Linked DNA regions of Sus scrofa: regions 1 and 3 are each linked to region 2. Evidence: chromatin contacts called from public promoter capture Hi-C data. All regions are on one chromosome and are shown on one strand. The core of a region is the stretch at or near the end of the contact, and the rest is flanking DNA. Distances in the headings are between cores, read along the strand shown. Region 1 has its middle 52 kb from the start of RCHY1. Region 2 holds the start of PARM1 (prostate androgen-regulated mucin-like protein 1). Region 3 holds the start of RCHY1 (ring finger and CHY zinc finger domain containing 1).

Region 1 (2,744 bases), core at 223-2,722, 340 kb after region 2:
TCCTGAGCTCCAACAAACACATGTTGAACTGAACTGAATCCATGTACCTCTTTCTACTCAAAGACTGGCCCATGTCTGAGCTACCTCAGCATCATGGAGAAACTTGTTAGAGATGTAGAATCTCGGGTCCCATTCCAGACCCGCAAAACAGACTCTGTATTTTCGCAAAACCCCACCCCCCAATATCCAGTGGTCACCTGAGAGTAGCAGAGTTCTGCTGTAGTAGTTGTCACCTGCGCTGTGTTCTTGGCCCTTCTGTCTACCCTGGAGGTGACCGGAGATGGCTCCCTGGTATGCCTTGCTGCACAGCGCTCCCTGGTGGTTCTATCTGACCCAAGACGCCTGCTGGGAACTCAATGCCTTCGCGGGGCTTAGGGAGTCGACGTATGAGCGTCCCAGTTCTCCTGGCCTTAAATAGGAAAATTCTGAGTCATAGTCCACATTGTTTTTCCTAGAGGCCCCCAGGGATACTAAGCACCAGTTGCCCATGGTGATAACCCACAGTTTTCCTATCTTCCTTTGTCTCACTTCCCCACACCCTCAGCTTTGCTTCCTGGACTCACCTCCCAAACAAATCACTTTCACTCTAACCCTTGCCTGGGGATCTGCTTCTGGAAAAACGCAAATTGAGACATGTTGCTTTCCACTTCTGATAGTCCACCGTCCCTAGTCTAGCCCCGTGTATTAGTCTGTTCAGGATGCTCTAGCAAAAACCATAGACTGGGTGGCTTAAACAATAGACATTTGTTTTCTCTCAGTTTCAGAGGCTGGAAGTCTGAGATCCAGGTGCCAGCACGATCTGTTTCTGGTGAAGACACCTCCAGTTGGGAGACAGCTGCCTTCTAGCTTGTGACCAGACAAGTTAAACAAATGCCCAACAGGTCAACGAGATCATGCGAATCAGAGCAAAGAGTGAACTGTGCCACCTGGCTCCTCATTCTGGTTCTCCCACCAAGCTTGCTTTTCTGCTTGTCTGTTCAACTGAAGCATCAGAACATTAGACAGGTGATCAGTGAGGTACCGTAAGGCCGCGTCCAGGGCAGGGGAGCAAGTCCAGGAACCAGGGTCTCCAGATTCCAAGTCCAGGGTCCTTTCCAACACACCAAATGGCCTCTCCTAACAATGTCGGTAGGAGTTTTAAGAGCAATAACGAAGCCCCACAAGTTATAACATTAAACTAAAAAATGCACCTCATTCTTTGGTTCCTCTAACTTAAATCACTCTGATTACAACCCATTCGTGACAATTCACACTAATGAAAGGGAGCATTGACATAAATAATTCAGAAACTCACTAATAATCAGCCCAGCTGTAAGACACTCCTGCCAAGGGAAGCATCCCGGGAGGCCCTCCCGGCGGGGTAGGAGGCAGGCAGGACTCCCAGTGAATGCAGATGGTCTACGGTGTAGACTCAGCCTGCTGCCAGCCTCAAAAGTGGTCCCTTAGTGGTGAGGACTGGGGATGCCTTTAGTACGTGCGGTCAAGAGGCCAAGAAGACAGTCCAGGGTTTTCCAAAGCTGACCAATGTGTAGGTCTGTGCAAGTCTGTGCCAGCTTCCTAATCCAATCCCATCACTTCTGTGTTCCATGGGCTTTGCCTACAGCTGTCACATTCCCCACGGCTTCCTGCGGCCTGGGATAGTACCTTAGGGATCTGATGGAGCGCAGGGAGAAGAATGCCAAGCATCCTGTGATATGCCAGCTAGCCACTGGGCAAATGAACTCTGTTCTTATTCTCAAGGGAAAATGGGTGGGGGTGTTGCAGAATCACCTGCTGAGAAATTCCACCAATACTCTCCCACGTCCATCCCCTGTCATTCCCCTGTCCAGAGCACAATTTTGTAGGAGAATTTCCCAAGCGGATCTTGACTGAATTCACCCCCATCGCTGGAGCCACACAGCTTTACTCTGGGCTCTCTCCCAACTCGGAGATGAATTAAGTCTATGTCTACCTTCTCTGACCCAGAGAGGGGCACATTTTACAGCATTGCTGGGGAAGCATCAGCCACCACGTAAGTATTATGCTAAGAACACATCCATGTAGGTGGCACTAGCCTCAGGAATGTACTTGAGGCTTAGTTTAGATAAAACCCCAGATATTTGTGTGTTTCAAGGTGATCTTGAGTCTGTACCACCATGTCTGTAAATGCTGGAAGGAAAGAGCTGAGGAGCAGCTAGAGCCCCAACCAAGATGGCGCCACGAACGCCCCATAAGCAGTGTGACCTGATGCCAATGAATCCAGACTTTAGGAACTGTCCTGTTGTTTGACCACTGTGTAATGATTTGTTGGAGCCATAGAACAAGATCATATAGATATCTGACACCTCTTGTGACCATGTCATGTGCCCTCAGTCTACCTTTTTACCCCAGTCATTCCTGGCACAATCAACTGTGCTAAGATGAAAACTGACCGCACATTTTATCAGCTGCCCCAAAGGAACTACCCACTTTCTGCCCCCAGGCTTCTCTGCCACTGTCAGAACATTTGAGATACTGCAGAACTGCTCTTCTAATCCCACAGGTGTCCGAAAGTAGAAGGTAGTTAACACCCAAGACCACTCTTGGCCAACTGCATGTGAGAGACAGAAAATAACTTCTCCCATTGCCTGTCTTTTAGGAACACACACTGGGGTACATTTCACACAGCTCCTCGAAGTCCCTGGAAGGATCAAGCCCTGGGGTCCCATACTGGAGACTTTAATGCACCTGCTGGATTGGCTTCCTCCCCTTCCCACTTTCATGTC
Region 2 (2,732 bases), core at 14-2,513:
TCACAGACAAAGCCGGGAGGCCCCAAAGAGTGAGAAAAGAAAACCCGAGGCTCTCTCTAGGAGGTAAGAAGTCACAGAAGAAGAAAACTCTTCTCCAGAGCTAGTGATGGTCCTGAACAAACCAGTTCTTTAGGGATGCCCCTTAATTCCTGCAGCATCCCATCTCCAGGGACTAGGGGACCACCGGGCTCCTAATACATACATTGGGAGCTGCTCTGGCATCTGGTCTGGCTGAGGTATAGAAATAAGCAGCTCTAAGGTGGTGGAAGCATTAAGAGAAGGGTCAGCTTTGATCTGTGTGAACACACAGAGACTTCGGACTTTGAAAAAGGAGCATAGTACAGAGATGACCCAGAGTTCGCGGGCATGTGTTTTATCTGTACCATTAGCTGGTTGTGTGACCTTGGGCAAGTACTTAAACCTCCAGACGCTTTCATTTTCTCCCCTGGAAATGAAGACATAAGAGTGCCCACATCAAAGGACTGTTCTGAGACCATGACTGGGTTGATACCTGTACAGCGCAGTCGTCCAGCACGCAGACATTCTCAGGAAATGTCAGCCTTTGGTATTATGCCCTGGTGCACAAACTCTTCAATTACGGGATTCAGTCTTTACTAGCCATGTGATCCTGAGCACATCACTTCTCTTCTCTGTGCATTAGTTTTCTCATCTACAAAATGGAATAAGAATTCTTATGTCCCAGGGTCGTTGGAAGGTATCACGATACAACATGAAATGGGGTGCCTGGCTCTGAATGGGCCCATGAACCACTGTTACCTGACATTAATACTGTTTCTTCTAGAAAGAAGCTGAATATGATAACAGACACCCTGACTTAGGCACCAGGAAATGCAGTGGGGTTGAACGTGTGCGAAGGTTTAATGTATACGCAGGAACATCCGGAGAAATGAAGGAAAAGGAAAAGGTTCTCATACTTGGAAAGAAATGTAATACGTTCTCTTAGGAAGTGGGGTCTTGGCTCTTGGAGGTGGCATAACCTGTTTAAAGGTTATCACCCACATAAGAAAAGGTGAGATAAATTCTTGAGGGCAGAAATCCGCTCCCATTACACTGCGTTCCCTTAGCTCCCAGCACAGGCCTAGCGGCCCCAAACATTCGCTGAACCCGCTCAAAACTCGGATCTCCCGCCCCGACTGTCCAGCAGAGGCCGCCCTGGGCCAGGACTCCCGGGACCTGAACGCCGCCGGGAGAGGAAAGGCCAGGGGTGGCCTTGTCATCGCCGCGGGGCCTGGGTGGGAGGGGTTTGGCGGCGGCAGTCGGGCGGCGGAGGCGGCCCCCGGCTCCCGCGGCTGGGATGGAGCAGAAGCGCGCCGGGCGCCGGAGGATACGCAGCTGACGGAGCCGCGCGGCGCTCGCCTCTCTTCCCCTCCCGCCGCCCGAGCCGCCCCGGCCGCCCGGCTCCCACAGTAGCCAACCGGGCAGAGGAGGAGCCGCCCGCGCCCGGTGCGCTCTGTCAGTCCTGGCAAACTCTCCTGCCGCCCGCGCCGGGTTTGGCACTAAGCACCACGGTACCATGGTCCGCAAGACGCTCTTCGCTCTCTTCATCGTCACAGCAGGTATTTTGGGGGCGCCGTCCTGCCAGGAAGGGCCGGGGCGACACGGGCCGCACGGCCAGCGCTGGGGCGGGGGCTCGAGCGGGGAGACCGGGAAGTAAGTCGCGCCGGTAGCCGGAGTGGCGCGAGCCTCCGGTGTTGCGCAGAGATATGTGCGCACTTGGATTTGGGGTGATGAGCATTTGGGGAGCTCCTGGGCCGAGCCGGACTGAGGGGGTGACTGGGTTCTTCCGGCCGCCGCTCGCTCTCACACGAACTCCGGGCTTTGGGAAACAGGTGGCTGCGCGACGCTTTTGAACCCGGGGTTGGCGACACTGACTGCGACTAGAGGCTTCTCGGGTCTCTGAGCACACCCGCCCAAAGTTGGGCACCAGACTTCTTGACGCGGTTGGACCCGAGAGGGATGAGAAGAAGAATCAGGGAGGGGTGGCATCTGGGAAAGCTAATGCTCGGGCCGTGCGCCCTGCGGGGCTGGTTTGCTTTTCCCCAGACTTGGTGGGCTCTGGTCTCTGGCCTCTGGCGTCCCTTCCTAGTTAACGCTTGGGGATGATGCGGCGCTAACAATCCCAAGGCAGCTGCTTGGATCCGGCGGCTTAAGCTCGCTATCACCGCCGGGGTGGCAATTTTACCCTGTGGCCCGGAGCTCCCCCGAATGCGTGCCCTGGCAGAAACTGCTAACTTGGCTCCTTGGGGATGGCTTCCCACGCGCACCGCGCGGGTCTCTGGACCACGGACGGCAGCGGCCTCTAGGCGGGAGCTGGGGAGAAAGGAGCGGGAGGACCGAGCTCGGCCTGGTGGGCGCCGAGGAGAGAGTCAGAAGAGCGCTTTGAGTCTGAGATTAGGGTGCCCAATTTTTGCAGAAAATGCAGGCCGACTGTGGATCAGGCACCGGTAGAAAAATCAGCCTGCGTGCGCGGTACACTGTTATGTTTAGATAAAAGAATATTTCAAGGCCACATCCACAAACCATTGATTCATGCTAGTAGTCCGTGTATCTGTATCTATATCTATATCTGTTTTTCCTCCTGAATTGCTTGGTTCCTGCAATTGTGGACACAAGAAGCTAGGGGTTTCCTGGCAGCTGACAAAGGTTAATGCAGTTTTGAGGAAAAGTTGCCCAACTTGAGGCTACAGGGAGTCTTTTTCCTCTACTTGCTG
Region 3 (2,700 bases), core at 179-2,678, 390 kb after region 2:
TTCCATTAATCTCATCCCATATTAAATCCACTCCAATCAGGCTTTGTCCCAATCTCTCCACAGAAACTTCTCATATCAACATCACCAGTGACCTCCTTCTTGCTAAATTTAAAGGTTGATTTTCAGTTCTTATCTTACCCAAAGAGCAGCATTTGATTTAGTTGATTACTTCCTCCTTCAAACTCTACACTCCTCTCTGGTATTTAAGCAAAGAACCAAGGGGGTGTGGATAGCATTTGATACTCAGGGTCAAGTATCTTATGAATACAATGAATACTATGTATCTATGAAACACAGATGTATTTGTGCCTTTCTTGGGAAGATGAGAGGAGGAGGTCTAAAACCCCAAGGCCGAAACTCTAACACGGCATCTCAATGGAAATGGAATCTTAAGGATAGCATTCAATATCTTTACACAACCCTTGGTAAATGACCAGCCGTGAAAGAGCTTCATCCAGTGCAGTGAAGGAATGTTCACCAAACCACAGCCTACAGCAGAGGCTTTAGGTTGTCTCAAAACCTCAAACTTATTTATGAAAGAGGAACTTCTATCACTCCTATTTTATATGTAAATAGTAGTTTTCTCAAAAGTACCGAATTATTAAGGCGCAGAGCTAAGATTTGGCGGTAGGACTGTCGGACTCCAAAGCTCAAGCCTTCTAAGCAAAATCTTTAAGGAAGAAAAATTCTTGCAAGAAAAATAACTGGATGGATGTCAATTTTTCAAATTCGAAGCTGACTAGGAATTTTTCTTAAATAACAGAAGTAACAATACATGCCCATCAGACACTCTCCCATACATAATTTCCTATTTTGTGGCAATTAAATGACTGTCTTCCTATTTCACATATACGTTTTCTCTGCGGCAGGTTTAGGCATACTCACTGCCTCTAAAATGAAGCTGGCAAGCTGTAAAACTTATTTACTACAGGAGATGAAATCGTATGCCGATGCTCCGCTTGTTCGCCCTTCTTCCATTATTTCATCACACACCTGAAAGTGATCCCAGGGAAATGTCAGCACAGGCCTGAGGCTGCCGAAGTCCACTTCCAGAAGCGAAAGACTAAATAAAAAGAACCCACTAATAAAGTGACCTATGTGCAAGCCCAGGCTCTTCCCAAGCAAGAAGAGCTTTGCTTGCAAAGTACAACACAAGAGGAAAGGTGGGGCGTGTGGTCGCCTTGCCAAAAACGTTCTCTACGGCAGCAACCCAGCTAGACAAGGTGTCCTGACAACAGCCTAGCCTCAAACTTAAGCCCAAGCCGAACCGCTTTGCCCACCCCGCCCCCAGCTGGACCCGGCGGAAGCTCCTAGGGGAAGAGCCCAGTGAAGTCGTCACCTTCAGGAGGCATCCTCTGTCATAGTGCTCGCAGCCCCGCCGTCCGTGCTCCTGCCCGCGGCCGCCATCTTCCCGCGCCGAGGCCGCCATCTCTTCCACAGCCTCTCAAACTCCACGGCCCCTTCCCCCAGGATGAAAACTACGTCCAGAGACCCAGCTCTGCTCCAGCACCCCCCCTCCTGGCTGCTGCTGCCAGCAGAGCCAAGATGGCGGAGGGACACGTGACCCGGGGCAGCCGGATTTCCGGTTCCCGGGGCGACGGGGCGGAAGTGAAGGGAGACGCAATCTCGGTTATCGGTGTTAGTCGCTGCCTTCGCCGCTAACGGTAACAAATCTTAGGTTGTCTCTCCTTTTCTCCCCATTGCTGCCTGCCCACACCCTGGGCGTGGTTCGGCGTGAGGAGGACCGCAGCGGCGCGGAGACGCCCGGTGGCCCTAGAGGAAGGGCCGCTCTCCGGCTGCATCCACACCTGTGACTGGGCGGCCCCTCCCTTTCCCAGCCGCAGCCAGGGCCTCGAGAAGGGGGCGGAGCTCGGCCGGCCTCCGGGCTCGGATCTGGTCCCCACCGGAGCGCCGCTGCTGCTGGGCACCCGTACTTGCCAGCGTCTCACGCCCCACCTTTACCTCCTCTTCTCCTTTACGTCCGCTTCATTCCTTCAAAATGTGTAGTAACATTTACCAGCTACGCGGTGGGGACACACGTGAGAAAAAAACACAAGCCCTGCCATACTCTCATGGAACTCACCAGGCTGGTGGAGGAGGACTTTCATCAGAGAATGTGAAATAAATGTAGGAATGATTACAGCTTTGAGAAGGAGAAGTGTGTTTTCCGAGAGCTAATACTGGAGAGGAGCCGACATATCTGGGTGTCAAGGATGGTTTCCCGGGGGAAGCTCAGGAGTTAGTGTGCCAAGGCGTTGTAGCGGAGGGAACATGGTGCCTAAGGGGCTGTGGATGGGAAATGTACCAGCTACAAAACTGCAATCAGGCGCCTTGTGGCATAGCTAAATATGACTCGCTTTAGTAAAGAGACAAACCCCTCGAAAATTTTATGAGCAAAGTAAACGTTTTGGAAGAAAATACTTGCCTTTGGCTTTCTAACTGATTTCATGCTACCTAACTGAAACATACCAGAACATACTGGGAAAGGTGAATATGTTCCCCTTAGCTTTGAAGTTACTAACGCTTGCCCTTTTAATTTTCTTTCAGTTCTGTTATGAGTTGTTAACACCATGGTGAAATGTTGCTCAGCCATTGGATGTGCTTCTCGCTGTTTACCAAATTCCAAGTTAAAAGGACTGACATTTCACGTGTAAGATTCTGCCCTAGTTAATTATACCAAGTATGTTTTTGACTGTTAGA

What was found. Promoter capture Hi-C pulls out the DNA fragments that hold promoters and counts their contacts.
Region 1: a promoter capture Hi-C map of fetal skeletal muscle shows a contact between it and region 2, with 7 times the contacts expected there. The contact joins the enhancer-like site here to the promoter of PARM1 in region 2. A contact is called at or near these places in 4 of 5 promoter capture datasets (fetal liver, fetal skeletal muscle and liver), 19 of 47 Hi-C or Micro-C datasets (alveolar macrophages, brain, embryonic fibroblasts and 12 more) and 2 of 2 datasets of contacts at active chromatin or transcription factors (alveolar macrophages and skeletal muscle).
Region 3: a promoter capture Hi-C map of fetal skeletal muscle shows a contact between it and region 2, with 6 times the contacts expected there. The contact joins the promoter of RCHY1 here to the promoter of PARM1 in region 2. A contact is called at or near these places in 3 of 5 promoter capture datasets (fetal skeletal muscle and liver), 9 of 47 Hi-C or Micro-C datasets (embryonic fibroblasts, epiblast stem cells, fetal skeletal muscle and 4 more) and 2 of 2 datasets of contacts at active chromatin or transcription factors (alveolar macrophages and skeletal muscle).

Annotation. Positions count from the first base shown.
Region 1 is chr8:71,127,994-71,130,737 of Sscrofa11.1, forward strand. No RefSeq gene overlaps it. Among named protein-coding and RNA genes, the nearest start is that of RCHY1, 52 kb to the right of the region's middle. Within about 2 kb of position 1,473, at least 1 of the 83 cell types and tissues checked has an H3K27ac peak or open chromatin away from gene starts, as enhancers often do. A contact at or near this core is called in fetal skeletal muscle, where this site is marked.
Region 2 is chr8:70,786,871-70,789,602 of Sscrofa11.1, forward strand. PARM1 (prostate androgen-regulated mucin-like protein 1) reads left to right here and starts at 1,264. Exons shown (of 5, transcript NM_001243716.1): 1 at 1,264-1,577. The coding sequence starts at 1,535.
Region 3 is chr8:71,180,381-71,183,080 of Sscrofa11.1, forward strand. It overlaps RCHY1 (ring finger and CHY zinc finger domain containing 1), which reads right to left and starts at 1,429. Exons shown (of 9, transcript NM_001097490.1): 1 at 1,340-1,429. The coding sequence starts at 1,429. THAP6 (THAP domain-containing protein 6) reads left to right here and starts at 1,572. Exons shown (of 5, transcript XM_003482412.4): 1 at 1,572-1,664; 2 at 2,548-2,650. The coding sequence starts at 2,571.